Regions from separate parts of the Anser cygnoides genome. Here regions 2 and 3 are each linked to region 1. A link is a contact called in public Hi-C data. All regions are on one chromosome and are shown on one strand. Each heading gives the region's core, a stretch centred on a gene start, on an enhancer-like site or on the middle of the called end of the contact. The rest is flanking DNA. Distances are from core to core; before and after follow the strand shown.

Evidence for each region. Hi-C and Micro-C count contacts between places; a contact is called where the count stands out from the background.
Region 2: a contact with region 1 is called in a Hi-C map of liver, with 1.9 times the contacts expected there. The contact joins the promoter of MTHFS here to the promoter of WDR93 in region 1. A contact is called at or near these places in 2 of 7 Hi-C or Micro-C datasets (both in liver).
Region 3: a contact with region 1 is called in a Hi-C map of liver, with 5 times the contacts expected there. The contact joins the enhancer-like site here to the promoter of WDR93 in region 1. A contact is called at or near these places in 2 of 7 Hi-C or Micro-C datasets (both in liver).

Annotation. Positions count from the first base shown.
Region 1 is chr11:8,561,881-8,566,378 of Taihu_goose_T2T_genome, forward strand. WDR93 (WD repeat domain 93) reads left to right here and starts at 2,465. Exons shown (of 17, transcript XM_067003720.1): 1 at 2,465-2,705; 2 at 3,040-3,384; 3 at 3,981-4,176. The coding sequence starts at 2,538. PEX11A (peroxisomal biogenesis factor 11 alpha) reads right to left here and starts at 2,616. Exons shown (of 3, transcript XM_048071949.2): 1 at 2,484-2,616; 2 at 2,249-2,364; 3 at 1-680. The coding sequence starts at 2,539. The coding sequence ends at 115.
Region 2 is chr11:8,771,548-8,776,045 of Taihu_goose_T2T_genome, forward strand. It overlaps MTHFS (methenyltetrahydrofolate synthetase), which reads right to left and starts at 1,797. Exons shown (of 3, transcript XM_067004033.1): 1 at 1,229-1,797. The coding sequence starts at 1,753. BCL2A1 (BCL2 related protein A1) reads right to left here. Exons shown (of 2, transcript XM_013192750.3): 2 at 3,090-4,498.
Region 3 is chr11:8,719,766-8,724,263 of Taihu_goose_T2T_genome, forward strand. No RefSeq gene overlaps it. Among named protein-coding and RNA genes, the nearest start is that of MTHFS, 51 kb to the right of the region's middle. Within about 2 kb of position 2,331, at least 2 of the 3 cell types and tissues checked have open chromatin away from gene starts, as enhancers often do. A contact at or near this core is called in liver, where this site is marked.

The sequences.
Region 1 (4,498 bases), core at 1,215-3,714:
CTCATCTTGAGGTTACTGTGAGATATCTTCATTTGTAAAGTGCCACAGGGAGAACAAAAACCTGTCAGAGGTTCAAAGCTGTTGGCTCACCGCACACCGTGCGGTTCCTCTCTGTCACTGTTTCAGCTTCAGATGAGGGCTTGCTAATGTGAGGATCCCCACCAGAGAGGAGAGGAGGCCACAGAAACCAATCACTCCTGGATTGGTCTTGTAGATCCCCAGTGTATCCAAAGGACCCGAGAGATCACAGAGATTCTTCACCATGTCTAGCACCAGCGGAGGATGATTTTTAAGTATCTGAAACAGGAGGAGGAAAAAACCATGCAAGCCATCACATTTCAAACAGTTTAGTTCCTGATTTCGTTTGTCCCAGGAAGAATTCTCCTTAATCTTTTCTTTCTGTACAGCGTGTTCCAGCCTCCATGAGACCTCATACCAATCCCTGGCCAGGTTCATCAGCAGCGAAAAGTAGTAGCACTTGGTAGCCCAGTTCCGCCACTTTGGCGCATCGATGTCAGGCTGGAGTCCAACGCTCTTCAACCACAGAACCGTGTCGCAGACGAAGTACAGGGCACGGGTTAGGTTGGAAGCTGTAAGGCAGACGCGAGGAACCACGTCTGGCAGCTGCGTAGTTCTCCTGGCTGCTACCAAGGCATGCACCGTGTTGCCCAGTCGGAACACTGCAAGAGACACCACAACGGTTAGCATGGCTACTGCAGAGACACAGCTCTAGGCAGGGAGACTCCGCACATCGCTGCCCACACGTACATTTCTTACATACATACTGCCCATATGTATATTTCTTACATTTGCATAAACTTAACAGGCTTTGGGCACTTGTATGCTTAAACATCTTCTCCACTCTTAAGGAGAGCTGCAAGTTCGCAGTGTGAGAGGCTAGTATTAGGGAGGAAAGGGGTGCAAATCCCTCAGTACTACTGTCCTAAACACAATTTTGTCAATAGCCAGGAGTTGCCAGCTTTTCCTGCTGCTCCATTTTCAGTGTGTGGGTGTGCTCTGGACCCATATGACTCTGAACAGGGCAGCGACACAGAGCCTCCAGTGTCAGTGGTACACTGCTGTGAATTTCCCTTAACGCTGGACAGGAGATGTTACGGCATAAACCCCATTGCCACCACGAGCTACACCTTTCCTAAGCTTCTGCAAAATCTGGTGATTTACATGCTGAGCACGCTGACACCCAAGTCCCTCCTCAGCCACGAATTTGTCAGAGGTACACATAGTTCCCTGCAAACAGGAGCAGTATATTCCACTTCAAGCTGTAACACTTAACAAACCCTATTTCATGCCCTGCACAGTTTAGGTTTCACCTCATGAATGTTAATACTGTATCACACAAAATACTTTTAATAACCTGCTGCGCTGTAACAGTGATAGATGTTGGCTGTACCCAAGTTTAGTGGAGCTACAAGCGCCCTGAATTTAGGCCTGAAGCCTACTAGAGGTTTGTTTAGCACAAACAAGAGAATTATGGCTATGCTGATAAACCAGCTGGCCTCTCTCCTGGAAATTACCATACTCCAGAGCTAATTGGCATAATAAAACGAATCTATGGTAACACATTAAATCAGCGTACTTGCCTCACGTATTGAAATTGTTCCAGGATTGAGTAATTGATAAGTAGGTGTAAGATCAAGCTGAAAGCAAACAGGACAACCGCAGCAACAAACAGCACAGCCCTAACAGATGCAGGGGTGACACAGAATGAAGTGATGCATACAGTTAGACCATGAGAAAAGTAGGGAAGGGTACATAATTCAGTAGAGTGTAAGTGCTAAAGGAAAGTCATGTGTGAAGTAAGATTTAAGAAGCCACATTGAATGATGGTTCTTCAGAGGTGATTTTCATGGCGTGGTGATCTTTAATGTTAAGATGCCTCACTCTGTTAGCTGGGAGGACTAATGGGAGTGCAGTAAGCCAGTTGTGTGTCAGAACTCCTTGTTCTGCCCCTAAATAGGGATGACAACTTCGATTCCTGCAGCAGCAGCTGGCTGTTACCTTACTTCTCCAGTTCTCCCAGCAACAACTCATCGGAGAGGAGGCTAAAGAAGCGATAAATGTCATTTTAGCCTTACTGATTCTGGCAAGCCAAGGCAGGGTAAGGATGTTGACAGCTCTGCGAGTACATTAGAAGGGTTTTGTGGCTCCAGGTGAGGCACAGAGAGGGCCAGGCGAGTTGGGTGGAGGTGCCCGTGGCGGAGGCCGTCCCCGGGACACCGGTACTTACTCTTACGGCCAGAGCTCATGCTGGCTTCCAGCTGCTTCAGCTTCAGCACCAGCTCCTCCTTATCGGCCTTACGCTCTATGACATAGCTCAGCAGCATGCACGTGTACTGCGTGGCTCTGCAGCGGCAAACACAGCAGGAACGCGGGGTGAAAACGCGACGGGCACACGGGGCTGGGGGGCGACAACGCCGGGGCTGGGGGGGCACCGGGGGCCCGCGGGGCGGCCCCGCACTCACCGTAGGAGCCGCTCGCGGCCCTGGCTGCGGTCGGTGAAGTCCACGAAGCGCTCCATGGCGGCGGCGGCGGCGGGGCAGCACCGGGAGGAGAACGGCGGCCGCCCCGCTCCGCTCCGCCCCGCTCCGCCCCGCCGGCGGAACCTTGCCGCTGCGGCCTCTGTTCCCCGGCCGGGCGGCGTCGCTGCCGGCCCGTTGTCATGGCGACCGGCAACGGCGGGGCAGGTGCGGGCCGGTGTCCCCGCGAAAAGCTTCCCCCCCCCCCGGTTGTTTTTTTTTTTTTTTTAATGCCTTCTCATAAATCTTAACAAACTCAGCCCTAAACTTTTCCTTTTTTTTTTTTTTTTTTTTTTTTTTTTTGTAAATGTAAAATATCAATGTCTGTGTGGCCGATATTCGCAGAGCAGAACAAAAACTATAAGTAACAGAGGGGCTGCAACAAGTGGAAATGAGCTACACAGAACAAGTTTGCTCTGCCCATGCCCAAAGGAACCCCCTTCCCTCTTAAAGATCATTAACCGTATTTTCTTTTTTTTTTCCCTTTACCTCATGAAAGTAGATATTGTGCGATTCTTCGTTCTCCTGCACCTGCTGTGGTTACTGCACCGGTGGTGTGCTCTGCACTGGGAGAGGCAGCAAGATGCCCGCGCGTGTCCGGAAGCATTCCCTGGAGATTCCTCCGCCATCTGAGGAGGACTGGCTAAAGGATGATGAGGAAGACTTCTTCCTGCAGGATCCCGAGCGAATACGTGATGCGTTGCCTCAGCCCTTCAGGATGGTCAACAAACTGGTGATGCTGGTTTTTGAAAATGCAATGGAAATCATCGAAAGAAGGGAGACGCTCTGAGATGCACAAAAACTGAAGGTCCAGCCCACAAAATGCTTTCCTACAGCTGAATTCCAGGTACAGAGCCCCTTACACCAGGGATAGCAGCAATTAGCTTGCTGGTTTCTCTAGAGAATATCCATTCAGTTGGCTTTACATCCTCCTGTTCATCACCTTCCTCAGAATCCACCACCATCTCCCCGATTCATTTCAAAAGGCTGCAGTTTCTCAGCTTGTCTGACAGGTTCTGCTTGCCACCCATCTATCACATCTCTCTGAAAAGAAAGAAGCAGGTATTAAAGAGTACTAAATTCACCTTCTGCTTCCTTGGCTGGCTCCACCCTTGTTGGCCCAGAAGGTAATTAGTCAGTAGCATGCAAATAAGCAAGCTTGGCTTTGTGTAATAGTGAATATGCTGTGAAAGGTGGGAGCAGTTTTTTATTTTTTATTTCTGAGAGAAATAAACTCTCTAATTCCTGACAGAGCAATCTCTGTGACAGAGGAGATGAGACCTTCTTCCCCTGCTCTTCTGATGAAAGCTCATGAAAAAGCTTTTCCCTTGTAGAATAATCAGCCTTTGCTATTGGTGAAAGGTTAGGAGAGTATTGCTAGTGTGGCTGATGTATCCTCCTTGTCTGAAGTGGGGTGCACACATCTTTTCCCTTTCTTGGTAGGTAACTGGAACAGCCAATTGCCTGTCAGTGTCTGGAAAATTCATCTTTGTTGGTGTGTCCGTGGGTCTGGCTGCCTTCAGGAGGTATGACTGTAAGCAGGTCTGTGTTTGGGATGCAGTCAAGACAGAGATTTGTGTCATCCGCTCCTCGGACTTGGGGAACGAGCACCATGTCCTGCTCACTGTGGATGAAGTGGGTAGGTGTGACGTGGGTTTCCCTGACCTGGCTGGTGGATGGCTGCGCTCTGGAGCTGAGGGGTTGATAGCTGCTTTATGGAAGAGTGCTAAATCAGGAGGAATGTGAGTGTGGCTGTTGTATTTCCTAGAAAGCCCTGCAAAAAAGAGTGTTAGGTAACGGGCTGTAGGGTGATAGAGTGGCCCTAAGGCCTTGGGATTAGGAAAGGGTGTGGGTTTGGTGTCATAGGTGCAGGGCTGAGGCTGAAGTGCAATAGGTTTTAGGAATAACTTGGACCAGATGGAAAGAAGCATTGCTAGGTGTGACCTCCTGCTTGTGCTTTG
Region 2 (4,498 bases), core at 547-3,046, 210 kb after region 1:
TAAGTGTCCGGTTGCTGAGTTTATCAGCTACAGTTAGACTAAGGCTGAGAGCTCCAAAAACTTCTGTATATGGCCTGGGTGCTTATAAAGTTGGCAGAGGACTCTGACAGTATTTTGTAAAAATTGTGATTTAAGTCTAGGGTGTGAGATTATTAAAATATATTTGCATTGTAGTAGGATGTCATATATACATATTATATATATTTATATATATATAAAAGCAATGAAAAAGTTTACGTGAGTTCCAAGTAAACCTATGACCTAAAGTTTCCGTGCTGCCATGTCACATTCATGAGGTGGCTACACATTAGTATTAAGCAAAGTTTATATGATTTAAGATCCTTTGGCAGGAAAATAACAATATAAACATAGATCATCTGGAAGTACACTCTGGTGCTGTAAAAAAAAAAAAGGGGGGGGATGACTGTTCTATTACATGCAGTGACTGAAAAATAAAATTTTATTGTGTTTATTAAAATGATAAAATACATCTATATAAAAACTTTGCAATCCAAATGCAAACAGGACATTTCAAAAGAACACACTGGTATCACGCTGTGCTATGACACCAGTTAGGTAAACCCCGCTTGATACCTTTTAAAGTATAAAAATTACATTGGAAATAAAATTGCAGGGAAGAAATACACTGAAGGACACAGAAGGGAAATTACAGCCAGTTAAGCAAAAGGCCGGGGTGAGACAGTCGCTAAGTTTTTACACGGCGCTGGCTATAAAGCGAAACCGACGCGAACATTTTAAGATAAACACCCACCACGGACCCACGTGAAACCCCACTGCGCTGGGTTTCATCACAGAGCACGTCCCCACTTTCACAAATGCCCCACCACACGCGTGACGGCGTTTTGGGCAGCACCGCTCGCAGCAGCCACCCCAAATCCCTGTGAGGGGCTGAAATCCCTGCCCCGTCCTCTCCCAGCGCCCTGCTCCGGCCTGATCACCGCCGGGGAGGGCAGTACCCGGTTTAGGACGGGGCACGGCAATGGCCAAGCGGACCCCGCTGCTCCAGGAGGGATCCGGGCAGCGGCCGAGGAGCTGGCGGCGCCCCCGAGTCACCTCCTGGGCCCCCAGCGGGGCTTGGAAACCCCCCGGCGGGGTTCCCCGCGGAGAGCCGGGGCCGGGCCCGGTTCCTTCGTCCTCCCCGCCCGCCCCCGGGCCCCGGTCTTCCTGGAAGCCTCCGGGTGACGGCAGGGCCCCGGCTCGCACCCACCTTGCGGCTCAGCAGGCGGGATTGCCGCTGCTTCTCCGCCGTGCCCAGCGCCCGCAGCCGCTGCCGCAGCTGCGCTCGCAGCGCCCGCTTGGCGGCCCGCAGCGCCGCCGCCATTTCGGGGACGCCGCCGCCGCCCTCCCGCGGCGGCTCCATGAGCCCCGGGGAGCCGGGCCGCAGCGCTTCGGGGCAGCGTTGTGGAGCTGCTGGACTGGGTTCCCGGGTGGCTGCCAGCCAGCTGAGGTCCCAGCACAGCCCCGCTGTCCGGGGAGGGGATTGTTGGGCAGGGTGCCCCGGCCAGGTCTGGGGGAAGGTAGGAGCCCGGTGGCCACGCAGCCTGGCAGGGCTCCATCCCTGCTTGGGGCAGCCACCTCCTCCGTCCCTCACAGCCATGGGGTCAGCCTTCCCTGCAGGGTGATTCCCAGCGAAAGGTCGTGGCTTTGAGGCCTGGTGTGCTCTGCCCACTGTCTCTGCTCCAGACCAGCCACCACAGCCTGTCAGGGTGAGCCATGTGCCATGCAGAACCATTTTCAAGGCTGAATGTCAATCTAGCATTCATTGCAGAGAATCTCCCCTTTCCTAATTTTGCTATAGAAAGGGAAATTACACTTCAGCAGGATATTTGACTGCTGCCTACCAGATGGTTTCACATCCCTACAAGCTCTGCTGGTGGCTGGTGGACCTGGAATGCAGGGGAGATTTTGTGCCCTGAGAGGAACAGAAAGCGCTGCGCTGGCACCGGCCCATGGCAGCCTCACGCCCCCTCACACCACGGGTGCTGGCCTGGGTGATGGGGGTGTCAAAATGGAGATGCTGCAAGTGTCCTTTGGTTTCTCCCTTGGCAGGAATATGGGAATAGGCACTTTCATACATCTGCTGTAGGTGCTACTGAGAAACATCTCAATCTAACTGTTGTGTGTATTGATGTCACCGACTGTCCTACGTGCGGCTTGTTGGCTGCATCTTTTGCTCTGGAAAGAGCATTGTGTACTCCAACATACCACTGGCAGCTGCTGTCGGTGAAACAGCACTGCCCTGGAACAGGGGGTAAAACATGTCGGACAGTGTCATACATAAACCCATGATGTTTAATAAAGCATATCTATACTGTTTTAGAAGATTTAACTGTTATCACTGCTGTTTTAAGACATAGTCTGTTTAGATTCTGGACAGAGTATCATAGAATCGTAGAATCAGTAAGGTTGGAAAAGACCTCCGAGGTCATCCGGTCCAACTGTCCTCCTACCACCAATGTCACCCACTAAACCATGTACCCAGGCACCACGTCCAAGCTTTCCTTGAACACCCCCAGGGACGGTGACTCCACCACCTCCCTGGGCAACCCGTCCCAGTGCATGACTACTCTTTCTGAGAAGAAATGTCTCCTCATTTCTAACGTAAACCTCCCCTGGCACAACTAAATGACATTCTCTCTAGCCCTATCACTAGTTATCTGTGAGAAGAGGCCAACCCCCAGCTCCCCACACCTTCCTTTCAGGTGGTTGTAGAAAGCAGTAAGGCCTGCCCTGAGCCTTCTCTTCCCCAGACCAAACAACCCCAGTGCCCTCAGCCGCTCCTCACAGGACTTGTGTTCCAGGCTCTTCAACAGCTTTGTAGCCCTTCTCTGGACACACTCCAGGGCCTCGATGAGGGGCCCAAAACTGAACACAGAACTCGAGGTGCAGCCTCTCAGCCCAGCTTTTTTTGCTCTTAAATGCAGAGCAAACACATTATTTATGTCCTAGTGAAGATAATCTAGAGCTTAAGGAACTATCAGTGGTCTAAGTTTCTTTTATTTAAACCCAGGCCTTATCCATGAAAGGCCAATTATCAAATCATTACAACATCTAGACTTTTTAAGGGGTCGGATAGTCTTTTATATTTAATCCAAAAATTGTACCCCCCAGTATAAAATAAGTTACTAGATTAGTATAAAAGGAAGTGAATATAGTATTAACAGGCTGGTATTAGCCATAACACAGTAAGAGCTTTAAATGGCATAAGAAAGGGAACTGAATAAGAACTATTGACCTTATCCTGAAGACTGAGACTATAAATAAATAAATATGACAAAATATATTTAAAATGTCATTCCTGACAGAAACTTCCATAGTTGTCCTGAAGGGGATGTTTTCCTTTAGCTGCCATATGCCCTCAGGAAGCTGCCATCTCTTCTTCAGCGGCAACAAAATTAATCTCAGAAATCCTGCTATACATGCTAAATCATCTTTATTGCTTTCATTGGAGAGGAAGAGGGAGCAGTACTGTTTCTTGCGAATGTTAACGCGTGCGTGTGTTCTCTAGTTAAACCCAGCAAGTTGGAGAGAGAGCCCAATACCAGAAGGAGGCTGGTTCATTCTGCTGGTGTCATAAAGCCTTCATGGTATAGAGGATTTGTCTCGAGGAATACTGCTGTTGTGTGCCACAGGCCCGTGGCTGCCTTTGTTCGGTTCACCTCCCACCATGTCTACAAAAGAAGACTATTTAGACCTAGTCTTAGTCCCCAAATGTAGGGCACTCACCACAGCTAAAGAAAACCCTTCTAAAATGAATTCTTGACAGTTTAAATTTTGAAAGCAAATGGAACTTGAGTCAAAACAATAGTTGTCCCAGACTATAAAAGTCTGGAAATCTGTTAGGAACTAGCTGTGAATTTGCTGACTAGGCCGTGTATCCCAAAACACCAATTACTGTCATTGAAGCTGATCCAGTTCATTAATTTTGCAAAAAGCTATCCATTTCTTGTATAAACTACCATATAACACTTAAGAGTACTACAGAAAATTAAAGTATTGACATCCCTGGGCTTCAGCTCAAACCCATCTATTACTTAGATTCTCCAGTAGCTCTGTAACAGCTTTTCTGAGAGTTATCTTACCCAGATAGATCTTTCCCCTTCCTCCAGTTTTTCTGAAAGAGATGAGGCCAATCATAAGACTTTAAAATATATATTTTAATGTATTTTTCAAAAATATTAGTGTATTTACACAAATTTCTTATTTTAAAATAATTTGTATTTCTCTATTTAAAAAAATCTAGTTTAAAAAAGTTCAGGTGACTACATTACAAAATTTTGAAGGAACAGTCACTGTAGATATGAGCAATTAAAAATACAACAAAGAAACACATACCATTGCATTAACAGTGAGTGAGTGTACAAGTCCAAGGTGATAGTTTCCACAATTCGTTCTAACTATGAAGATTGCTTTGTGTCAGTAATTTGTACCCACTTTTACACTGGAATTTGCATTTCCTTTTTCTTCAGAGGAATCC
Region 3 (4,498 bases), core at 1,081-3,580, 160 kb after region 1:
CAGAGGGACTATTGTGCCTCCATGCATCCCACCAACATTGGCCAGATCTGGCCGTGCTTGGCCCATTTCACTGCAGGCATTGCGCTGCCGCTCCAGCTGGCACCTCATGCGAAATCATGCCAAAAGACTGAAAGCTGGCCCAACAATCCACTCGTGATCACTTACAGGAGTGGGGAGATTGGTGTTTTACAGTACTGATGGGAAAAATAGGACAGGGCCAGGGTTAAAAACAAGCCCAAAAGCCAGGAGGATTTCTGTACCCCGACTTTTGCACTTTTCCTGTCCAGTGACACTAAGAAAGCAGCTAAGGAGTGCCAGCTGATCTGAAATACTCCATCAGCTGTCCTAGGCCAGCCTGGTGAAGTGCCCTGGCAGTGCCCTCACAAATGCTGACCTGAGCATCCTCAGTCAGAGCACAGGTTGCAAGGAATTCCAGATGGCTTCTCCTTGCCCCTGGTGGCTGACTTGCAATAATTTCAGGGGGAGCTGTGCATGATGCCCATCAGCAGAACAATCCATGTAGGAGGGTCATTTTCCCTGGCTGGGAATGAGAGCCTCTGGTCCTTTGGCCGTTGCCGTCATCAATCCCACATCTCAAAAGAACTTTCTCCATATCAAACACTTGTTAGGGACAGCTTTTTGAGAAATAACCCTGTATATCTTGTGCAGTACAGTGGCATCAGCCCCAAAGAGCTCTCTCCCAGATCAGACAGCTAAAAAAATCCCATCTGGTCCTGACTGCTCTGAAACAATAGAGATGCAGAGGTATATATTTCAGACAAGCAAGCCCCAAGGCAAATCTGTGCAAGTCTCTACAGACTGTACTAGTGCTAGAATTGTAACCAAAAGGAAATAAGCTGCCAAAACATAGCAGGGCTCAGCGATGTTTTACACATTGCTGTTTTATAGACTCACCTGCACGGCGAGCGTTTTGCACCACCTATTGTACTCTCTCCTTCGTGCCCATATTTCATTATAGGTTTGCCATTTCTCAACGTGTAAAAATAGGATGTGCTGGCATGGTTTAAGTGGTGCTAAGAGCACCATGGAGAGGCACAGCGATAGCTGTGAGGGAAAGAAGAGAAGAGAGGAATTCTCCCGAGCAAAGAGCAATATCAAGCGAATGCTGAACCGACAACCTCTTCTGCTGGGACCGAAATGCTCTGGCAAAAAGCCACCACCATGTACATCCGTACAGCAACCAGCAGCCCCTCAGAGGAGAGCACATCAGGAATGCATTCAGCACACAAAGTCTCAGCTGAATGAGACAGTGCAGACAAGATAATCCTGCTGTTTTATCTATCCGAGGGAAGTCAGGTTTGGATTTGAAGGGCAATTTTCCAGGACTTTCCACCTTGTAAATTCAAAAGCAAGTGGCTGTACGCTGGTGCCAGTCTCACACCTCCCTCGTGTCAAGGATGATTCAAGACAAGTGAGAGGGAGGTCTCCAGGGCTGGTTTTCTGAACGGGCTGTTTTCACTCCACTGCAGCACGGCGCAGTGCTCAGTGCTATCCAGGTCGCTGAATTTTCAGCACTGATACGTCCCATGCATGCTGTGCCCCTCATGGGCTTCCATTTGGTGCTGGGTCTGGTCAAACGGACCTCGTGGTGGTAGTGTTTGGGGGGCCATCAACTCTGTTAGTGCCTTGATGGAATAAAGACTGTGTGTGGCTGGAGGAAAAGAAAATAAGGAGAAAGTGGGCTGGAGGTGATATTGGAGACTTGTTTGCCAAGATTTAATACATTTTGGATAACTGACAGCTGGCTTTCCACAGCCACATTTTTCCTCTCAATTCTTTTTATTTCCTCAGGCAACATTTACTTCTGCTTTTTAAACAAAATACAGTCAGAGCCAGGATATCGCAGTGCAGGCTGACTGACTGCTTTCAGACAGTTCTCCAAACCTCCTGAACATGTTAAACCACCCTTCTGAGCAGCAGGAATAAGGATGTGGCTCTACCAGGAAGCATTAGCGAAAACATTATCATTCATAAGAGCTGCTCAGTATTTCTGGGCTGAAATTATCCACAACAATATTTTTATAATTTTGTTTTTAATTTCTAGTAGTGGGAGGAAGAGTTGCTGTTCCAGCTGCAGAGAGAGCTTTTCTCACTATCTAACATGGTAATGTTTTTTTTTTCCAATGCTGAGAAACAGCAAATGAAACACGGGAGGCTGAGGCCATCACCAGATCTTGGCATCACAAAAAATACGTTACTGGGGTGGGGCTGGGACATGGTCAGCGAGTTGCCGGCTGTACAGACCTGGAGCCTGGTTTTCAGCAGCTGCACATGCTGGATTTATCAGCCCGTATGAGATATGGCACCGCAGAAATTGGTCTGAGACCGCTGGACTATTTACTACCACTATACCAGAATAATTCATATGCTTATTCCCTGCTCTGAATACATCCAAAACTAAACCTCCCAGGTGAAGTTGCACTGATTTAAAGCTGGCCATAAATCTGTTGACCCTTGCCAAGCCAAGATTTTCTTTTTTATTTTTATTTTTTGAAGCAGGGGAAATATGAGTCTCTGTGGTGTAGGGAAAAAAAAAAAGACAATTTTCCAAACTCTGCAGTGAGAGAGAAAAATACTTTTGCATATTTGTCCTTCGTCCATAAGCATCAAGCAAATCTTCATACCCTTTATGCTGCATTGTCCCCTCATCTTGCTCTGTTTCCCGTTTGTTTTTATCTCCCAAAGCTTTCCACAGTCTCTCCTGCAGTCCCCTAAATTTTCTCCCTGGCCTCTTGCACAGGGACTGAAACAAGCTTGGATTGCTTGTCCCCGCCTAACCAGGGAGAGCAAACAACCCAAAGCAAAGTCCCCGTGCAGCCCCGTTATCAAAATGTTCCATCAGCACACTTGGATTCAGCACCCGCCCAGTGCACTGTCCCTGATCCGCAGCCCACGGGGGGAGGCAGACCCAGGAGAGCCCGAGACATCTCCCCCTTACCTGCACCCTGCTGTATGCGGGAGGATGCTTTTCAGCACAGGGTGAGCATGGCTGATGCAGGATCTCTCATGTCCCTGAGCCGGTGCACTGATAGCAGATAGCCCGTGTTTTTATTACTGAGCAGATATTTTTACCCTTTGGGAAACAGAGCTGATTTTAGGGAGGGAAAATGCTTCACCAGCCTGCTGATGGCCAGATTTTGGAAAGCCTCCTTATTCAGGACAGCCTGAGTCATTTTAGGCTTGCTTTCAACTCCCACTGTTTAACCATTAAGCTTTTTTGTAATTCCCTTCCACGAATAGGTGCCTGTGTCATACAGCATCTCACTTCTCCTTCATGGCATCCTTTCTTAGCCTTTGGACAAGAAAAGGAACAGGTCTTTGGTAACCAGAGTACGTAGAAATCTCTAAGTTCGTTTGCTGGTTTATTGCAATGGAAAAGAGATTTTCTTACTGTAAACGCATTAATATATTCTGATTAGCCTTGAACAGTGGTAGGAGGGAATAAGATAAGGTCTCAACATACTTCAGAAGTAAACAGCAATGTGTAAAGTTGTTTTAACAGCTTTAGGATGAGTTTAAATTAGGTGATTTTTTTTTTCTAAATGACATATCTTGAAAAAAATAGCCCTTCAGCTCTTTAATGACACATTCACTTATATCACTTAGATGTTCCATGCTACTTCTTCTACAGGCACGGCTGTGTGAAGTGCCAGCATTGTTGTGATCTAAATTAACCAACTACTTCCTTAGCCGTTCTGCTGGTTAGCTAATTTTAAGGATGCAGATTTTCCCCATGAAATTCTCAGCTGGACACCACATCAAGGGTCTTTGTGTAGCACCAAGCATGGTGGCCCTTGACCACGGCCTCCAAGAATAGTGAAAATAATGAATTTGGGCCATCCAGACAGGAGTAGTTTTTCTCAAACTAAACCATTTGGGGATGTTGGAATCCCTTCAAGCCCCAAAAGCACTCACCATGCATTTTCTCCAGGGCTTTGGAGATTCCCTGTGGACAGCAGAAAAAGGGATTTTGTCCGTTTTGTCCACTTCTTCCAGTTATCACTCTGTCTTCTACTTAATAGTCCCTTACCGGGGCTGGGCAAGCATTTCTGCAAACCTACTGAGAAATTTGGCTTGGAGGGCCAAGGGATGGGATGGGACTTGGGTTTCTCCGTGGTTATTGCCACGCAAGGGTCCTGGGCCTGGCGAGGAGGCGCTGGCTGGGGGCAGCTCCAGCAGCAGCCGGAGCAGGCTGAGCCCCACACCCGGGGACGCCTCGCCCACGTCCTCTGGGTTCTGCGGTGTGCAATAAACAAAAGAAACCCCCAAAACCACAGACCGACTGTGTTGGAAATGTTGTCCCCAGTGTGAGGGAGTATTTGTTGGGTTCTGAGAATTGCCAAGATTACAAAATCCAGATCTCATTGGGAGTTACGTAGTGTGAAGCTTCTCCTCCACCATAGTTGTTGGTATTTTTAAAGAATATTGAAGTCAGGGAAAACAAATCCCTTTATTTATTTATTTGTTTGTTTGTTTA